Linked DNA regions of Sus scrofa: region 1 is linked to region 2. Evidence: chromatin contacts called from public Hi-C data. All regions are on one chromosome and are shown on one strand. The core of a region is the stretch at or near the end of the contact, and the rest is flanking DNA. Distances in the headings are between cores, read along the strand shown. Region 1 holds the start of CRISPLD2 (cysteine-rich secretory protein LCCL domain-containing 2). Region 2 has its middle 59 kb from the start of ZDHHC7.

Region 1 (4,456 bases), core at 1,490-3,989, 99 kb after region 2:
AAAAAAGGGCCCGGCTGGCCCGTCCCACCACCGCCGGCTCTGCCTGGTCTCCCTGTTCCAGAACGGAGCGCCTCTGTTTGGGACTTTACGAGGGGCTCCAGATGCCCCATCCCGGGAAGACCTCAGCTCAGTGACTTGAAGATGGAGTGAAATGACGCCTGCGTCATATTTCCCTTCCTTGACAAGCCATCAGCCCCTGTGAGTGATGCTGGGTTGCACATCTGGGACTGATCAAAAACCAGTGAGTCTGCAAAAAAGGGGGGAAAAACCCTCCTAGGTCGGGAGTAAGCAGACACAGAGGCACCTCCCGTACACAGTGAATTACTCTGGTGACAGAGGAAAGAAAAGTTCCAGCTTCCACAAGGCCAACGAGGTCAGCCTTTGGGGGTCCTGCCTTTAAAAGTCCGTTTTCAAATGCAACCTACCAAAAACCCAGACACCCCACAGGCGGGACATCTGACAGAGGGTGAAGTGTGGGGGCTTTCAGAGGCCTCATGCTCTTCTGCCCAGGCTCCGGCCCCTCTCCCACTGAGCCAGCTCTCCTTTCCAATCCAGAGGCGCGACTGTGGGAGCTGGCATTGGTCTGGGGTCCCGGCATCCGTGTATCCGCCCCCGCTCCAGGCTCACCCCAGACCAGAGCCAGGGATTCAGACCCCACAGGGCAGAAGCCTTGCTTAGCAGCGAGCTCTGGGCTGACAGTCGTGTGGCCATTGGACCAGCATCTTCCTCCAGAATCTGGGTGGGGCTCGGCCAGGATGCCGGCTCTCCCCACTCTGGTTGTGTCATGCAGGGTACATGCCTTAACCACTCTGAGTCTCAATGTCTCCTTGTAAAAAGAAGGACAGTCCAGTGCCCAGCTCACAAAGAAGCCAGCGGGATAGGTCATCCGTGTAAAATCCCGGGCATGGCTGGCCCACAGGAAGTGCCAGATAAGTGTCAGCTGCTGGTAGGATTATAAATGCTAGCATTATTCTTCCTCTCTTACTTTTTAAGAGACTGTAAAAATCAAAATCACTCTTTTTCTTCTGCCCCGGGATGTATTGTCAGCTCTGCTGACTGCTGTGTTACCAGGAGCCTCTCCCAAACCAGACAATTCCTTGTTGGAGGTCAGGTTCCCTGGTGAAATTGGCAGGTGGGTAGAGAAGGAGACAGGACCCAGACACTAAGTATGTAGGTTAAGGGCTAACAGACAGCTCTGGGGTGACAACATCACCTGCCAGCTAGGGGACCTTGGGCAAGCACTTGACCTCTTTGAGCCTCAGTTCCCTCATCTGTGAAATGAAGATCAAGGGGCCTACAGCCCAGGTGTGATGCAGGTAAAGGTGGTGGCACGGGGCCTCTTAGCTAGCACGCCAGAAACACAGCTCCCACACCTGCTCCTTTCCCCACAAGGGAACAGCCGGATCGGGGCAGAAACAGAAAAACGGGGGCATGAACCCCAAAGAGCTCTGGGGGTCCTCTTCTTGGTCTCTTTGGGGATGGAGCCATGGCCTTCACCTCGTCCTTCACATCCTGGTCTCTCACTCATCAGGCTCCAGGCCCTGGATGCCCTGACCTGGCTGGGGAAGGCAGGCGCCCCCTGTTCTGCCACGGCAGGAGCCCAAAGGCTCAAGGTAGAAACTCACAAGCCCACTCTTGGTTGGAATATGAGCTGGGTATTTGCCAGACTCCCAGCTGCTTTTCTTGCCCAGAGCAGCATTGCACCTTCTGGCCAAGAGACAGGCAATTCAAATCAGACTTCGAGGAGCAGGCACCAGCTAAGCCCTTCCTGGCTTGTCCACAGCCCAGCCCTTTCAAGGGAGGCTCTGGGTCCGCCCTGCACCAGGGGCTGGTCCCAGCTCTTCTGCCCAGGGCAGCAGATCTCCTAGACCCCAGTGCTGAACCTTCAGCTCCCAGCTATCCCCCCACAAGAAGAAGTCTGTTCAAATACCCACTCTGGCTGAAGACCCAGAAACTCCTGCAGGAACTCTGAAATGCCCTGTGCCGTGACACATCCATGGGGAGTTTTGGAGGCAGAGAGAATTGGGTCCCAGCCTCCAATCTGCCTGGACAACTCAATTCACCTCTCTGACCCTCAGTGTCTCCATCTGAAATGCAGGGAGAGGAAGACTACCTTGCAGGTTTGGGGCAAACACAATTATAAAGGGGCGTGGCCCTGTAAATTACCCCGCAGGATACAGCAGTCCTTAGGTGCCCCCAGTCCTCTGCTCGTGGGTGGAACTTCTTCAAACTCCTGTCATATGCACACCACCAGCTTTGCATTTATTGACGCCCACAGTGTACACAGTAATGCGACAGATGCTAGCGAACTGGACAGGGAAGGCAAGACTACAGAGCCTCCGGGAGCATAAATCTGTAGTCAGACCAGCTTGGAATTCTGGCTCCCTCGCTTCCTACATGTGAGGCGACTTGTCGCTGAGCATCAGTTTCTCAATCTGTGAGAGGGCATCAGAAGAGATGCAGGCGGCGCGCTCAGCTTAGTGTCCACACACAGTAAACCCTAAGAGCATCTGCTCTGGTCACTCAGGCTCCTCAGAGACTGTGGGAGCAGATCGCAACTTGCAGAGAAGAAAGTCACACTTACCTTTGCAGGGCTCCAACCACCACCTCGCGGAGAATCCCGAGTGGAGTTGGCGTCTCCCGCGTGGAGTGGGGGGCAGCGGCAGCGGCAGGGGCGGCGCAGACACAGCGGACAGAGAGGACACCCGGGCTGCCGAGGGATGCAGTGGGTCCTGGCACCCTATGCGCCTCTTCTTGTAGGCTGCCCGGAGCCCGGAGGCCACGCCCCTCCAGTGGCCAGCAGCAGATTGGGCCAGGCTGTCGTAGCCCCGCCCCTGCCCTCCTCCGGCTCCGCCCCTCCCCGCGCTGCCCCAACCCCCACGGGCCCCGCCCCTCCCCGGCTCCCCCGGCTCCGGGAGCCACCCGCGCCTGGAGTCTGGGGGCAAGACAGGGAGGGCAGGACCACCCTCGTCCTAAGAATTCGGCTGGAGAAGAGGACGCGCTCAGTTTCCTCTTTGTGACCATAAAAGTATTGTTTTCACTGAGAGCTTATGATGTACCCAGCGCGGTGCCAAGCGCTTTCCACCAGGAGTTTGCAAATTTACCAAATTCCATTTCTCTACGCCTCAACTGGAAAATGGGAATAAGGCAACGACTTCCCGGGGATTATAGCAAATGAAATCGGGAAGGGCGTGGGCTCCATCAACTATGGTGCAGAATACACACTTGCTAAATTTATTCCCATCCTCTACACGTGGATAGAAAACTTCACTCTTGCCACATACTCACTATTCCCTCAGAAAGGAAAAAGAGGTCCAGGCTTTACCGTCATAATCCTAGTATAGGCTCACAGCAATACAGACAGTGAGGTGGAAATGATCCCATTTCACAGACTGGGAGGCTTGGAGAAGAGAGTGCTCCAAGTCCCACAGCTATCAGTGAGCCGGCAGCGCGGGTTCAAACCCTGCTCTTCTTTCATTTTGCCCACAGGCATGTAGCATCCATAAACCCTTAAATCAACTTAGAGCCAGGAGAAATCACCTTTGAGAGATGCAAAGCCCTTGTTGGCAGGTGAAGAAACCAAGTCTCCAGGAGCTAAAGAGCTCCCCCGTGGGCCCCACTCGGTCACACACTGTGGACCTACTGTGTGCGGGTGGTACTGGTACTCCAGGGCAGGAGGGAGCCTGTTCTCACTGCATTGCTTATTCCTGCTGAAGACGCTAGAATCAGCTCACTCATCACCTCCCTACACACAGCCCCATCCAGTCTGCACCAGCCCCTGAATGACCAGCCATGAGCAGGCACAGGTGAGCCCCCTCTGGGATCTCAGAGGCACCCAGACGGAGTCAGAGCACAAGACTGGGGTGCATGGGACAACGATGGAGAGCAGAGGGGACAAAGATGAGGAAAGAACCCCGGGGACTGGCCAGGCATGTGTGACATGGATTCAGAAAAACTGGAGTTCTCTGGTGGCCTAGCAGTTAAAGAGCAGGTGTTGTACTGCCATGGCTCGAGTCTGATCCCTGGCCTGGGAACTTCTGCCTGCCATGGTCAAAAAAAAAAAAATCTGTAATTAAAAAAAAAAAAAATCTACGCTCTTATTGTATAGCTCAAATACAGATAAAAAATAGTTATTTAAAAAAAACATTTTATTTTCATTTCTTTTATGTTTCTTTCTTTTCCCAATTTCTGAAACATCATTTTCTTTTTCTTTTCTTTTTTTCTTTCTTTTTTTTTTTTTTTTTTTTTGCCTTTTCTAGGGCCACACCCGTGGCATATGGAGGTTCCCAGGTTAGGGGTCTAATCAGAGCTGTAGCTGCCAGCCTACGCCACAGCCATGCCAGAACCGAGATGCGTCTGTGACATACACCACAGCTCATGGCAACGCCAGATCCTTAACCCACAGAGCGAGGCCAGGGATCGAACCCGAGACCTCATGGTTCCTAGTCGGATTCGT
Region 2 (4,091 bases), core at 1,157-3,656:
GCTCCACGGATCCTGTCTGAAACGAAGAAAATAAAGCAGAAAAACAGCTGATAAACGTCTCCTGCTCGAGGCTGTCCTTTGAGGCAGAACCCAAGCCGTGACTCATCCCTGCCTGTGATAAGCATTTGCACTTTCCCGCAGACACAGGCCACAGGCCCACGGATCCCCGACTTGGGGTTTATCTGCCTTCGGTGATGTGGGGAATGGGCGCCGCCGTCATTTTGTCCCTCCCGGTGGGTGTCTGTCGTCGGAACACTCACGAGCACAGCCCTGTAAGTCTGAGGTTACCCAGGATGGGCCCCTCCCTCCCCGTGCTCTGAAGTCAGACCCAGACCAGGCACCCGCTGGAGAGCACCCAGGCCAGCCTGGCCTCTCGCTGTCTGTGTCTGTCCGCCGTCTCCGGGACGGCGTGGCTTGGTGGCATGCCATGTGGGAGGCTGGCCCCTGTGAGCTGTGTCCACCAGCAGGAGCGGGGCGGGCAGTCGCAGAAGGATTCTATCCGCAGGCCCTCCAGGGAGGCTGGGAACCCAGCCCGGGCCAAGTCCTCGAGCCTTCAAGAGGTCACTCCTCGCACGGCCACCAGAGGGCGCTGCCCAGCACCCCCGCGCCACTCCCTTCTGACCGCTTCCAGGGCTCGCCAGGGTCTGGGGATACAGGCCTTGTCAACCCGCTGACAAGGCCGAGCAGGATCTGGCTGCTGACCTTTCTGGCTTCATCTCGCTCTCCGTGCTCTCTGCTCCCGCAGCTCCTGGAGAGGACACCGCCTGCCTCCACGGGGCTTTTGCCATCGCCCTGCCCCCTGGTCAGAGGCCAGCTGTCCTCAAGCATCAGCTCATCCCCAGGAGGTCACGAGGCCCTGGGTGGCGCCCTGGAGCCCTGCATTATTGGCAGCCTTGGCCAAGGATGCAATGAAATGGTTAATTCTGCCACGGCTCATCCACAGCCTGGGTCCCGAGCTGCACCATCAGCGTCAGAGTCTCCCTTGTCTACGGCTGACCCCCAGGGCCACACAATGCCCACAGTGCCATGATGGCAGACGTTAGTGATGGTCACCGGGCATCTCTGGACCTCTCTTCTGGGCACCTGGCGGGACTGCAGTTGCACTTTCCAGCCCCTGGTGGCGGGGACGTGTCACTCCCAGGGTGAAAGACTTTAATTGCCAATGCAACCCTGAGGTTCAGCCGAGGCGGTGGCTGCTCCTTCAGCTGGGGTGGCCCAGTGCCAGTGACAATAAGAACTCCCCTGCCCCCCACCCCCCGGGGCAGCGCTGTCACTTATCACCTGTGTGACCCCATCACCTACTCCTGACACAGACACACCCCGACACACTCAGAAACCCACAGACACATGCACGCACTAGAACAGTGCCTGGCACACAGTCAGCAAAAGAGTAAACCCTTAAATTGTACGAGATCAGCTCTGTGCTCCCCATGCCAGGTGCTGGGGGAGACCCCCAAACACACAGTGTCATGGGTCAGAGCCCCCACCTGGCACCCCTGAGGTGAGGCATTGCGGGCAGGCCAGAGGGACGTGCTCCCAGGACAGCAGGCCTGGGCGTGGGGGCAGCGGGGGGCTGGGATTTCAGGCCCAGTCTGATCCGCGTTATCCGCAGCGTGGGTGACTCATGCGTGATGCACACGGAGGAAAAACATCTTGAGTTTGTCCTGAATTCGGGAGGAGAAGGGAGAGGGGATTAGCTGGGCGCCTCTGTTCATGTCTGAGAGAGCCCCAGGAATCGCAGGACACCCCCCACCGCACCCCCCTGTTATAAATGCACGAGGGCCCAGAAGCCAGGCCTGCTGTGAGCCTTGAGCGCCTCGCCTCAGCCCAACTAGGTACCATCAATGCATAATGATCAATACTAATTAGCCTTCATGAGGGCGCCCGAGGCTGCCAGGGCACAGCTTCTTTGTGGTTGGTGTGGGGGTGTCCACAGCATTATAGCATGTCTTTCTTGCTTTTTTTTGGCTACGCCCTTGGCCTGCCGGAGTTCCCAGGCCAGGGTTCAAACCCGCGCCACAGCAGTGACACCACCAGATCCTTATCCACTAGGCCACTAGAGCACTCCCCGCCACACAGCTTTCTGACCAAGGTGGGGTGATATTAAGGTACAATTGAGATGAAGTGCCAGCCTCTGGCCAAGCCCCTCCGCTGTGCCCAGCCCTGCCAGTCCCACCCAGGATCTGCCCTGCAGCCCAGCCTCATTGCTCTGCTTCTTGTAGATAAGAGGTGGGCACTGGCGGTGGGCAGGAAACGGCTTATAGATGGCAGGTGAGCCAAAGGAGCTAAAAATAGGCCAGAGCAGGGGGTCATTTAAAAGGCTCAGGGGGAGGAGAGCACAGCCCAGGCCACAGCTGAGCAAGCAAAAGTCAGGAAGCGTGCGATGGGCTCTTTCAGCCTGGACAATGTCTTTTTAAGTGGAAACGTCCATCCGCTTTGGGAAGAAGACTCAGACCCTGGAGAGAGGCGAAGGCTTGCCCTGGTCAACAGCCCCGGCTGCGCACCAACTGTCCCACCGGGGCAACTGAGTCCTATGTGGCATTAGGAACTCAGGGGTTCTTGAGGAACCCCCCAGAGGGGGCGGGAGAAGCTTTGGCCTAGGAGGAGGAGAGAAGTGGGGCTCCTTCTTCTCCCCCTCCCTCTGCCGCGCTGGCTCGCCTTCCTCTTTCCTTCTGTCTTGCGGCTCATTCTCCTCCCCTCCCCCGCCTTCTCCTGTTTTTTTTTTTTTTCTCTTTTTCACCATATTTATCACACACCTACGACGTCCAAGATAGGCACTGGGATTCAGCAATGAATAAAAAGAAAACTATCCTGCTTGCATGGGAGAGATCGATAATAAAATGAATAAGTAAAAATACACTATAAAAAAGTGATAGGAGGAACAAATGAGGCAGGCAGGGAAACTTCGCCTGGGGGCGGCGGGGGTGGGGTGGAGGGGGAGGCTGGAAGAGTCTTTGCCAAGGTCAGCAGAGGAGGGAAGTCCCCCTGAGAAGTAAGACCACTGGGAAGGATGGTCTGGGCAGCGGGTGCAGCAGGTGCAAAGACCCTGGGGTAGCAGCGTGCCTAGTGTGTTTGCAAATAGCGTGGCTCCAGTCCCGCCTCTGGACGGTCAGAGGAGCCTCCTTGTTGCCCTCCTTGCTTCAGGTTCCCTCTCTCTGACCCGTGGTGACCTGGGTGTCCAAAGGAGGTGGGGCGCTGTGCTCCCCACTGGGGGTTTGGGTGGGAAACTGACACAGGGTCCGCCCCCAGGGAGGCCGTGGTCCAGCCCGGTCAGTGAGCACCGGCAGCTCGTGGGCTCACTGGACCAAAGTCTTCTTGGCTTTGGCCACCACGGAATGGTGGTTTTTTTTTTTTTTTTTAACTGGTAACTTTTTGGTTTTTTGGTTTTTTTTTTTTTTTTTTTTTTTGGTCTTTTCATCTTTTGAGGGCTGCATCTGCGGCATTTGGATGTTCTCCGGCTCGGGGTCTGCGCGGCACTGTAGTCTTCGGCCTACACCACAGCTCACAGCAACGCCAGATCCTTAACCCCCTGAGTGAGGCCAGGGATCGAACCTGCATCCTCAAGGATGCTAGTCGGGTTTGCTCTCCGCCGAGCCACGACGGGAACTCCTGAACTGGTAACTGTTGATTTGGATATAATTTCAAACTCACTGAAAAGTTGCAAAGATAGTACAGGGAAGTCCTGCATCTTTGTGCAGAGGCGCCGGCGGTTTAGAAGAGGCCCTGCTTCATCATTCGCTCTCTGTCTCTGTGTGTGAACATGTGTAATACATGCGTTCTCCGAGCTGTGGGCGAGGCACCGCCATCAGACACTTTTGCCCATAAACACTGTGGTGCGATGAAAACAACCTTCACGTCCAGGGAAGGACGAACGGATAACAGAAATATGAGGTATGATATACGCGGACTATCATCCAGCCTTAAGAAGGAAATCCTGCCGCTCACGATAGCAAAGGAGGAACCCGGACACCATAATCCTAAGTGAAATAAGCCAGACCCAGAGAACAAACACTCCATGATACCACTCATGCGACGAATTCAAAACACACTCATCAAACCAGAGAGCAAAGCTGCAGCCCCGGTTTGACGAG

Evidence for each region. Hi-C and Micro-C count contacts between places; a contact is called where the count stands out from the background.
Region 1: a contact with region 2 is called in a Hi-C map of subcutaneous adipose tissue, with 1.7 times the contacts expected there. The contact joins the promoter of CRISPLD2 here to the enhancer-like site in region 2. A contact is called at or near these places in 1 of 5 promoter capture datasets (fetal liver), 9 of 47 Hi-C or Micro-C datasets (blood, embryonic fibroblasts, heart right ventricle and 6 more) and 1 of 2 datasets of contacts at active chromatin or transcription factors (skeletal muscle).

The regions. Positions count from the first base shown.
Region 1 is chr6:3,941,853-3,946,308 of Sscrofa11.1, forward strand. It overlaps CRISPLD2 (cysteine-rich secretory protein LCCL domain-containing 2), which reads right to left and starts at 2,740. Exons shown (of 15, transcript XM_021093723.1): 1 at 2,585-2,740.
Region 2 is chr6:3,843,210-3,847,300 of Sscrofa11.1, forward strand. No RefSeq gene overlaps it. Among named protein-coding and RNA genes, the nearest start is that of ZDHHC7, 59 kb to the left of the region's middle. Within about 2 kb of position 2,407, at least 13 of the 83 cell types and tissues checked have an H3K27ac peak or open chromatin away from gene starts, as enhancers often do. A contact at or near this core is called in mesenteric adipose tissue, omental adipose tissue and subcutaneous adipose tissue, where this site is marked.